Linked DNA regions of Mus musculus: region 2 is linked to region 1. A link is a contact called in public promoter capture Hi-C data. All regions are on one chromosome and are shown on one strand. Each heading gives the region's core, a stretch centred on a gene start, on an enhancer-like site or on the middle of the called end of the contact. The rest is flanking DNA. Distances are from core to core; before and after follow the strand shown.

Region 1 (4,921 bases), core at 773-3,272:
AGAATTCATGTAGTGGAAGGACAAGACTCCCTCAAACTGCATCTGACCCCCACATGTGCGCACTCCCTTCCCAGTATGAATGTAATTGCAGCGTCTGGAACAACTGCAGGGAACTGGCTCAACGGTTAAGAGTCCTTACTGCTCTTACAGAGGAGCTGGGTTTGGCTCTCTGCTCCCACATGGCAGCTCACAACCACCTGTAACTCCAGTTCCTAGGGATTTGATGCCCCCTTCTGACCTGCTTGAAACCAGGCACACACACAAGATGTTATCAGTAGTAGACTTTGGAGCCTCACAGACCCAGATAAAGATGTGGTAGCAGTTGGTCGCATGGCCTTGAGCAGGTTACTCCCTCTTTGCACTTGGACTTAAAGTAAGGACACCAAGCCCTGGGAACATGGGACTAGGTGCTCACTACAGTGTAGTTTTTACAGTTTCTGTTATGTACTTACAGGGAATTGATACTTTGTTTACTTGCTTATTTTTAGAAATTATAGTTTCATCCCTCACACAGCAGTCCAGCATCAGTGTAATGGCATTCTTACAAAGAAACTTCAACATTTGTATTTTAAAAAGCAGTTACCACTCAGTCTAGTGTGCAGTACAAGGTCTGATTACCCTGCCTGAGTCGGGAAACTGCTGTACCTTACCTTGTAAGGCACCGCCTCCCCAAAGATCCCTTACATGGAAAGTTAGAGGAGGTTCAGAAACTCAGGGGAGTAGCCAAGAGGTTTAAGATAGAACAGGGGCTAGGGAGCAGCTGGCCTGGTGGAGTGCAAATCCTAGTTCCTCGGCCAGCATTGTATAAACCACTGTGGTAGGTACAACTGCAGCCCCAGCTCTCAGAGGGAGAGGCAGGAAGACGAGAAGTTCAGAGTCATTGTTGGCTGGGTTGACTACATGACATCCTGTCTCAAAAAGAGGGGCAAGAACGGGGTATGAGGGTACATACCTGTAATTCCAACACTTGAGGAGTGGAGGCAAGAGGATCAGGAGTTCAAAGCTAGCCTGAGCTATATGAGATGGGTCTCAAAACAAAAAGAGGAAAAGAAGAACCTAAAATTGAAGGGGAAAGGAGTAAGTAGAAAATACATCTGTAGGCTCCATCTTCTCCACATTACTGGCACTCTGTGGCAACAGATAGGCCTGTGTAGGTGCTCAGGCTGTCTGACTGCCCTGGTTTTACTCTGGAGTTCATTTTGGGTGGGGCTTGCATCATTGTTCCAGACTTGGTTCATCTGACAAGTACTGATTGAACTTCTGTGTTTGGGGATAGAATGACCTCATCATGCCGGGCGGTGGTGGCACACGCCTTTAATCCCAGCACTTGGGAGGCAGAGGCAGGCAGATTTCTGAGTTCAAGGCCAGCCTGGTCTACAGAGTGAGTTCCAGGACAGCCAGGGCTATGGAGAGAAACCCTGTCTCGAAAAAAATCCAAAAACAAGACAAAACCCAATGACCTCATCAGTTCTCTATTTCAGGGACATAGCATAGTAGAAAAAGTAAGCATGTAAACTGCACCAGCGACCTCACAACGCAGCTCCGCCTCTCCATTTGGTTCTGTGTGCATGACTCAATTAGTTTGGCAGAGTGGATGCGTCATTCAGAGGGAGTTAGTTTCATGAGCAGAGACACAGCTTTGGAGGGACTCACAGTCCCCTGAGACTAAGGCTCATTGGCACAGATGAGGCTGGAGAGCTCCACAGGTGACAGATCAATGAAGACTGTACTGTCTGTGGGATTATGAACTGAAGGCTACAGGAAATGAAAGGTTCAAAGATGTAGTGTGACATGGTCTGTATTTTAAATAGCTTGTGTTGTTTAAGTGCTAAAGAAGATGGCTGCTCACATGCTGCCTGCCCACAAAGTTCCTGTACACAGCACAAATAGCCAATTCCAGTTCTAGTCTATAACTAGATTGTCATCTAAAACCAGAAAGAAGCGTCTGCTGGAGGCGACACAGCATGGACTCAAGCCCATGAGACCCAGCTGTGAACAGCTGGCAGACTTTGTAGCTTTTTAAGACTATTGCTCAAGGACCTGACTCATGAGCTATGGAATCCTATTGATTAAAGTAAAATGTCTGTTTACTCTCTAGGTTTGAAATTGAAGCTTCTTGACCCCAGCCAGATCCCCAGGGCCTCAATGACAAGTGGTTTGGTTCAGCAGTTCCAGCACACAGTCCTTCCCTCAGTTTCCCCTTTGGCAACCCTCATCTGCACACTGATAGCCATATTGGTAAGAACTTGGCATGTGGTGCTCATTTGCTGAATCTTCCTCTGCTTTTCCTGTCCCGGTGCTGACTGAATTTCAGCTTCCAAGCTTTTCCAACTGCAGGATAAATTCCATAGCTGAAATCCTGCAGGCTGCAGCATTTCCTAGCAATTCTCAGAGAACCTTGAACAGAGTGAGGGAGGATTACCAGGAAAGCCTCTGTGAGAAAGGCTTGCCAGGGGCTGTTTAAGCCATCTGTCCAGCCTGGCACGAGGAGTAAGAACAGCCTCAGTGGGAAGCAGGGAGCGTGCTGTGGAGCAGGAAATCCGAGTGGCAGAACATCCAGGCTTGGTTTGTGTTCCTCATCCTTGGCTAAAGGATCAAAATGTGTCTGGAAAACAGGATGTTTTTTGTCTTGGTAATAATGAATTAAGAGAAGCAGCAGCTCTTCGCTCATCAGATGGAAGTCTGTTGTGAAGCCAGGCATGATGGCGTGAGCCGGCAGTCCAAGCTCAGGGGAGGTGAAGGCAGGAACATTGCTCTTTGGGGGGCCAGTCTGGCTACATAGCAAGACTTTGTCTCAAAAAAAGAAAAAAAGAGTGAAAGCCACTGTGGGTCAAGCCTCTTTCTCACCTGTCAGTGCGTGGTGACTTCCGTTTTGTGATAGTTTCAGTAGGATTCAACATAAACAACTTAGCACAAAGGATAATTAAATATTCCCTTAAATTTTGGTTTCTAAGTGATCAAAATCTCTTGGCAAGACACCTGGCCCCACTTGGCTACGTGGCCGCACTGGTAAGCCTCAGCCTTGAATCTGGGGCTGTGGTTCAGTGAATGAGACTACGATGTGCAGACCTGAGGATCTGAGCTCAGATCCTCAGCAACCATGATAAACTGTGGGGCACGGATGCACGTGTCTGCTTGCCTTTAACCCAGCAGTGTGGAGGTCAGGAGGATGGCGGGGCCTTGCTGAACACCAGCCTGACTCTAGGTTCAGTGAGAGACTCCTTCTCAAAGGAATAACTCAGTGATAGAATGCACAATACCCAACTTCCTCCTCTGACCACTTTGTGTGCGTAAGCCCTTCCCCCACACAACTGTGCTTACACATACAGATAATACCAGAGAGAAAGAAGCAAAATGTTTAAAACAACAACAAAGAACCACACCATAAATCCTCAGCTTTGTAAGAGTCAAAGGCTGTATTCTAAATTATACTGCACTCACAAAACTGGTAAAATCTAATGTGCTATCCCCAAAACACCTGTGAATTTTTGTAGATTGATAAATTTTATATCCCAGAACTTAGCATCATTTATTAATTTGGATAAGGTTCATTTTAATGAAGTAAATACATATTTCTATGGGTTTGCATTTTCTTTTCTAAAGCTAGCTTTGGGGGACTGTACACAGAGTGATAGATTATTCCAGTGCAGTAGAAAATCCACACAGCCTGTGTTTGCCTGTGCCTTGCTTCTGCAAAGCTGACCTTAAATGACACTGAAGTTTTGTCTTTGCCTGTTGTTTCTAGCCCTCTGTTTTCTGTCTTTGGTTTAAACCCCAAGGGCCCAGAGGCTTTCTCCGATGCCTGGTTCTTTGTGCCTTGAGTTCCTTCATGTTTGGGTGGCATGTCCATGAGAAAGCCATACTCCTTGCGATTCTCCCAATGAGGTAAGCAAACAGCTCGAAGGTTGGCATGTTTCAATGTCTAGCTATCTAGTGGCTGCCTATTCTAGACATAGCCAGTGGTATGGGAGACACGAAGGCACTGCAATGAGGGCAGCAGGCAAACTGGCTTGATCTTTAGACCTGTCAGGATTCTGAGATGTGCAAAAAATCCATGTGTTGATCCCATATTTTTGATGATTAAGCCCTGTAGCAGGTCTGGATATTGTGTGGGAGCGTGCCCTGGGGAAGGCTGGCATCCTTGGCATCAACACATCAGTGAAAATAAAGTCCCAGGTCCCTGTTCCATGTTGTTAGTCCAAGTAAGGACTAAGTATGACAAAATGGTTCCATGTATGTCCACTTTAGACTTTCCAGAACTGTTTGATTGTTTCTTTCATGTCATATTGGTTTGCATGCTTTGGGATACTTAGGATAAATTGGTGTAATCCCATCTTAGAATCTGCAGAAACCGGGCCCAGAGTGCTCATGATTTTCCAAGTTACACAGTTAAGCCCCATGCCTGCATCCCCTGTACTGAGGAGGCTGAGACAGAAGGATCATGACTTCAAGGCCATCTTGGGATTTACACCAAGACGCTGCCTTAAAATCGAAGTCACAGGGCTGGAGAGATGGCTCAGTGGTTAAGAGCACTGACTGCTCTTCCTGAGGTCCTGAGTTCAACTCCCAGCAGCCACATGGTGGCTCACAACCATCTGTAATGGGATCCCGTGTCCTCTCCTGGGGTGTCTGAAGAGAGTAACAGTGTACTTATATACATAAAACAGAGAAATAAATCTTAAAAAAAGAAAAAAGAAAAACGCTAAGTCACAGAGCTAACAGATCACAGAACTTCAGCAGACCATATGCTGCCCTTTTCTGTTTTTGAGGGTCTTTTCAAGTCATGAGAAAGCATTTAATGTTTTCTTTGGAGCCATGGGATTTCCAGATTGCAAAGTAGAGCAAACTCTAATCTAAGCTCTTACTGCAGGTCCAGGGATTGTCTCAAAGATTAGCTTTATGTTTGGAAATGAATTCTCGA
Region 2 (4,921 bases), core at 1,425-3,924, 130 kb after region 1:
GAATGAAAACAGCCCAAGTGAGATGAAATCCATGTTTTTTATGGCTCTAGTGTAGTGTTCAGTTTAATTTGGGCTTTTGTTTTGTTTTTCATGTTGCAGAGGTTCGCATTGCTGCTGTGGAGGCTCTGTGCATGCTAGCCCAGTCTTCGCCCTCTTTTGCTGAAAAGTGCCTTGACTTTCTAGTTGACATGTTCAATGATGAAATTGAGGAAGTGCGTCTGCAGTCCATACACACCATGAGAAAAATCTCTAACAATATCACCCTCCGAGAAGATCAGCTTGACACTGTCCTGGCTGTGTTAGAGGTGAGTGTTTCTAGCTGGTCATTCATTTCTTCATCAGGTACCTATGAGGCTGTCTCCCCTAAAATCATCAGACAGCACAGTTCTGCCATCTTACCCTCTTCTCCCCAAAGTGGAGCTGGATATTAGTGAGCAATATGAATCAGCTTGCTATGGCTGTGACCAAGGAAGGGAATAAAAAGAATGTCTAGCTTGGGCCAGCTGAGTCAGGGAGACAGAAGTATGCGGTGTTCATAGCGGTGGTAGCATACAGCTGAAGACCGGAGGGAGGGTGGGAAGTACCTGTGGTAAAGTAGCAGACACATGGTGAAGAAGCCTTTCCCATCTTCCTTTTTATTCCATTTAGCAGGAAAGGGTCTTAGTCTTCAGTTCTTCCCACCATGAGGTTTTACAGAGAAATAATTGTCTGAGGTCACATAGTCAATACAGAGTCTCACTTCCTAGGCTGTAGAACTCATGTTCTTGGGTTATTTTTCTGATGTGTCTGGATCCACTTGCAGGGGCTGATGTTGGAGTCTCACTGTTAATAAATGGGATCTGGCATCAGTCCCCACCAACACCCATCAAAGGAAGAACAAATCTGATGCCTCACTATTAGCATAATTATTTCAGATTCTGGCTGCATTTTTTTTCTTAAGATGTACAGTTTCTTTTTTTTAAAAAATTACTTATTTATCTTTTGTGTGCATTGGAGTTTTACTTGCATTTATGTCTGTGTGAGGATGTTGGATCCCCAGGAACCGGAGTTACAGACAGTTGTAAGCTGCCATGTGGGTGCTGGCAATTGAATCAGGTCCTCTGAAAGAGCAGCCAGTGCTCTTAAGCACTGAGCCAACTCTCCAGCCCCTCCTGCTGCATTCTTTTAAGAGGGTCCTTACCACTTTTTCTGAGCACTGAGTTCCATAGCATTTTTAAAAATTTTCCTGAAATCACATCTTTATTTGTAAATAAGTTGGTAATTCTAAGAAGGCATATTTATGCTGTGTGCCATTTGTCATAGATAGTCTCTCTCCTTTTTAGTTTGTTTTTGTTTTGTTTTGTTGTCTAGACAGTGCCTCACACTGGTTGGAACTCATTGCATCCTAGGCTAGCCCTGAACCTAAGACCGTCCTCTTCCTATAACCTCCTCAGTGACGGCATTACAGACTTGAGCCGTTGGCCTGTAGTTTTAGCTTTCTGTGTCCTGGTTCCTGACCTTGAATTTCATCCTATACTCACTTCTGTGTCTTCATGCCTTTCCTTACTACGTTGCCATCCCTGTCGTTGTCCCCTCTGCTTAGAAAACTGCCACTGTTCACTTGGTAGATTCTGTTTCTCTCCACAGTATATTAGCTCTTCCACTCAGATATTCCAGGAATTCAGACATACAAACTATTTTCCACTCTGCTGATCACAGCTTTCTTACATTTACTGTGTTACCGCCTTTGCTTTGAACCTTAGCCAGCTAGTCCTTCCAGCTCGAATTTCTTTTTTGGACTATGCTGAGATACTGTCCTACCTAGAGAATTTGATTATTCATCAAGTACTGTCAGTGGATTGGAAATATTGTGTCAAAACCAGATACCCATTCTCATTGAGCATAATTATAGTCTCAAGAAAGGAAACAGTTTCAGATGGTGACAGATCTTGTCCATAAGCTAAACTGTCTAGACATGTGGGAGACCTAATGATACGTCATCCAGTTAGTCATGCTGCTTAAAGGACAGCAGGTAAAAAACTGTTCCTGGCAAGGCCAAGGGTCAACATGGTAAGAATTTCAGTTCAGTTTGCAGCTTAGTGAGAAAGTGGAGAAGTCAGGGGACAGGTGACTGAATCATCCACTAAGCTTTCTGGAACATTGTTGGAGGATTTTGTGAAGAGAATTTGACATGGCCTTGTCTGTCTTTCAGCATTTCTCATTCTTGAAACCTTTTTGAAATTTATACCAGATTGTTCTGTTCTGTCCATCATTTGATGCATATTAAATACCAATCTTATATGTCTCCTCTTTATTTTTCCTCTTTTATCATGTCTCTCAGGGTTATCTGTTTGTTCTATCCCCCTAATGAGATCATTAACTCTATAAGTAGAGTTACTATGGGATGACTTTCATCATGTTCTTTTCGGGCTCAACCTAGTGACTTAGTCATAGTGAATGCTTAGCCAATATTTCCTAAAACAAATCTGCACAGGATAGCTATATAACTGGCATTTATATAGCACTTAAGAAATACATAAATTAAAATTGCTTTCTTGCTAGATTGAACATTATTTCTCCAGGACATCACTATAGCTTCCATGGTCAGCATGGAGATTCGCTTATACATGATGCATCATCTTATGGTTAAGTTGGCAGGGTTTGGAGTCAGACAGATCTGAGTAAGCTATTAGTCCTTTCTTTGGTCTTTCCTTTTACCTGTTGTCTTTAGTATTTCTGTCTGTCCTGTGCCAGGCCCTGCTGTAAGAAAGGCTGTAATAGTGAGTGACAGCTGTGATCTGCTCTCATGAACCTCGCAGTCTCATGGGAGTCAGAAGTAGTTATTAGAAAGGCACAGTAGTAAAATGAAATGTGCACACAGCTTGAGGGAGATACCATAAGGGTCTGTCAGGGGAGCCTGGCTCTTTACGGTCAGGGAGTGCAGCAGTCAGATCTAAGGAATCTAAAGTTGAACTCAAAACGAGAAGGAACTAGGACTAGTGTGGCAAGAATTGTTGGCAGTGTGAGGCGGACAGACATTGCAGGCAGAAGGGCAGAGATTAGGTCTGTTGTGAGTAATTTGTATTCTGAGACCAAAGAGGACTGTGTGTCAGGAAGACAAATGGCTGAAGTGTGCTGTCACATTGTGCGGGAGGGCTGTGGAGCTCATGCAACCCACATCTCATTTGTTGGTGTTATCTGGCCACACAGACTTCTGGGCTGTTTTTAAGCATTCTACTCTAAGGCCTTTATGGTTTTTGATCCTTTTGATTATAAAATATTCAACTCATCCTAGTAGTCTTTGATTTTTTTTTCTAAAGCTGTTCCTCTTCTTTTGTGTGTGCGTGGGTCTTGTTATGTATTTAGGCTGCCCTCAACTTGTAATCCTTCTGCCTCTGCTTCCCAAGTGCTGGCACTACAAGTGTGTGAGACCACCACAGCACAGCCTGCTCTTTTCATAGTTGTCAGCCACTGATAACTCAGACATTGAGGTAAAAGATTCAGACACAGGGAAAAGGGAAGGTTAAAGAGCAAAAGGGGGTGGGCAGGGTGGGGCAGAGCTGTAATCCCAGTGCTCGGGAAGTGGAGGCAGGAGGATCGGAGTTCAGGGCCATCCTATGTCCTCGCTACATAGTACCAGTTGGACCTGGACAGCGTGAGACCCTGCCTCAAAACAAAAACAACAAACAAACAAACAAACAACAACAACAAACCAGAGAGAAGCCAGGTGAGGTGGTGGTGCTTTCCTTTAATTCAAAGCCAGCCTGGTCTACATAACAAACTCTAGGCCAACCAAGGCTACAGAGTAAAGTCTCAAAAAATAAATAAACTAAATAAATAAAACCAGGAAGAAGAAGAGAAAGAATAGAAAGAGGCAAGGCCCCTTCTTAGATCAATAAAATGAGGTCTTTCCCAGGGATTTTAGCTAGCAAATTTCTAAATATTTTTTTCATATGCACAGCCTAAATGGACACGTGGTCATGGAGAAGGGAACGGTGTGTGGAACATGAATCCCTGTTGCTAATTTTTACCTTTCTGTTTTTCTCTTCTGCAAAGGATTCATCCAGGGATATTAGAGAGGCTCTTCATGAACTCTTATGCTGCACTAATGTCTCAACCAAAGAAGGGATTCATCTTGCACTGGTGGAGCTTCTAAAAAACCTAACCAAGTACCCTACTGACAGGGACTCCATATGGAAGTAAGGACGTTTACCTCATTACTAAGTCTCGTCAAAAGAAAACTGTAGCGCGCACATTATTTGGTGGATCGTCCTAGACTAGGTGTAGCCCTCAGTTTCACCTTGACTTTAGAACCTGGGCGCAGTGTATTCATAAATAAAATACATCTTAAAAAAAAAAAACAAAAAAAAATGGCTTAGCTCATGGAGTCCACTCTCAGCTTGCAGAGGATAGAGAGGTAGGGAATACATAGATAGGAAGGTTGGACAAGATAGTAAAAAAAAGTCAGAACATTTAGAAATGAAGTCTAGTTTTAGAGAGGCTCTGCTGTGTAGATCTCCAGAAGGACCTGCTTAATTGCTTTTCCTACCTGGGTTCTGAATATAAGCAGAGAAAATAAAGCCAGCCAAACCCACTGCAAACTGCAGCCTTTACAGTGTGCCGGGAGGCAGAGCGGGTAAAGGGCTGAGAAAGAGAAGGTAAGGCTGGGCATGCTGGTCTTTAATCCTAGCATTCGGGAGGCAGAAGCTAGCCTTGAAAAGTACTTTCCTGTTTTTTGTTTGTTTTGTTTTAAGTAAATGTTCGCTGAAAACTTTTTGGGTTTTTTGGTGATTTATTTCATCTTATGTGTAGGAGGATTTGCCTACATGTGTGTATATGCATCTTGAGTGGTTTTGGTGCCCAAGGAGGTCAGAAGATGGTGTCAGATCCCCTGGAACTAGATTAGAGATAGTTGTGAGCCACAGTGTGGGTGCTGGTAGTC

What was found. Capture Hi-C pulls out chosen DNA fragments and counts their contacts.
Region 2: a promoter capture Hi-C map of adipose tissue shows a contact between it and region 1. The contact joins two enhancer-like sites. A contact is called at or near these places in 1 of 115 datasets of contacts at active chromatin or transcription factors (embryonic stem cells) and 3 of 9 other capture datasets (adipose tissue, liver and pancreatic islet).

What each region holds. Positions count from the first base shown.
Region 1 is chr7:97,384,704-97,389,624 of GRCm38.p6, forward strand. It overlaps Alg8 (asparagine-linked glycosylation 8 (alpha-1,3-glucosyltransferase)), which reads left to right. Exons shown (of 13, transcript NM_199035.2): 9 at 2,099-2,238; 10 at 3,746-3,885. Among named protein-coding and RNA genes, the nearest start is that of Ndufc2, 13 kb to the right of the region's middle. Within about 2 kb of position 2,023, at least 76 of the 459 cell types and tissues checked have an H3K27ac peak or open chromatin away from gene starts, as enhancers often do. A contact at or near this core is called in adipose tissue, where this site is marked.
Region 2 is chr7:97,509,492-97,514,412 of GRCm38.p6, forward strand. It overlaps Ints4 (integrator complex subunit 4), which reads left to right. Exons shown (of 23, transcript NM_027256.2): 11 at 100-305; 12 at 4,036-4,178. Among named protein-coding and RNA genes, the nearest start is that of Ints4, 31 kb to the left of the region's middle. Within about 2 kb of position 2,675, at least 12 of the 459 cell types and tissues checked have an H3K27ac peak or open chromatin away from gene starts, as enhancers often do. A contact at or near this core is called in adipose tissue, where this site is marked.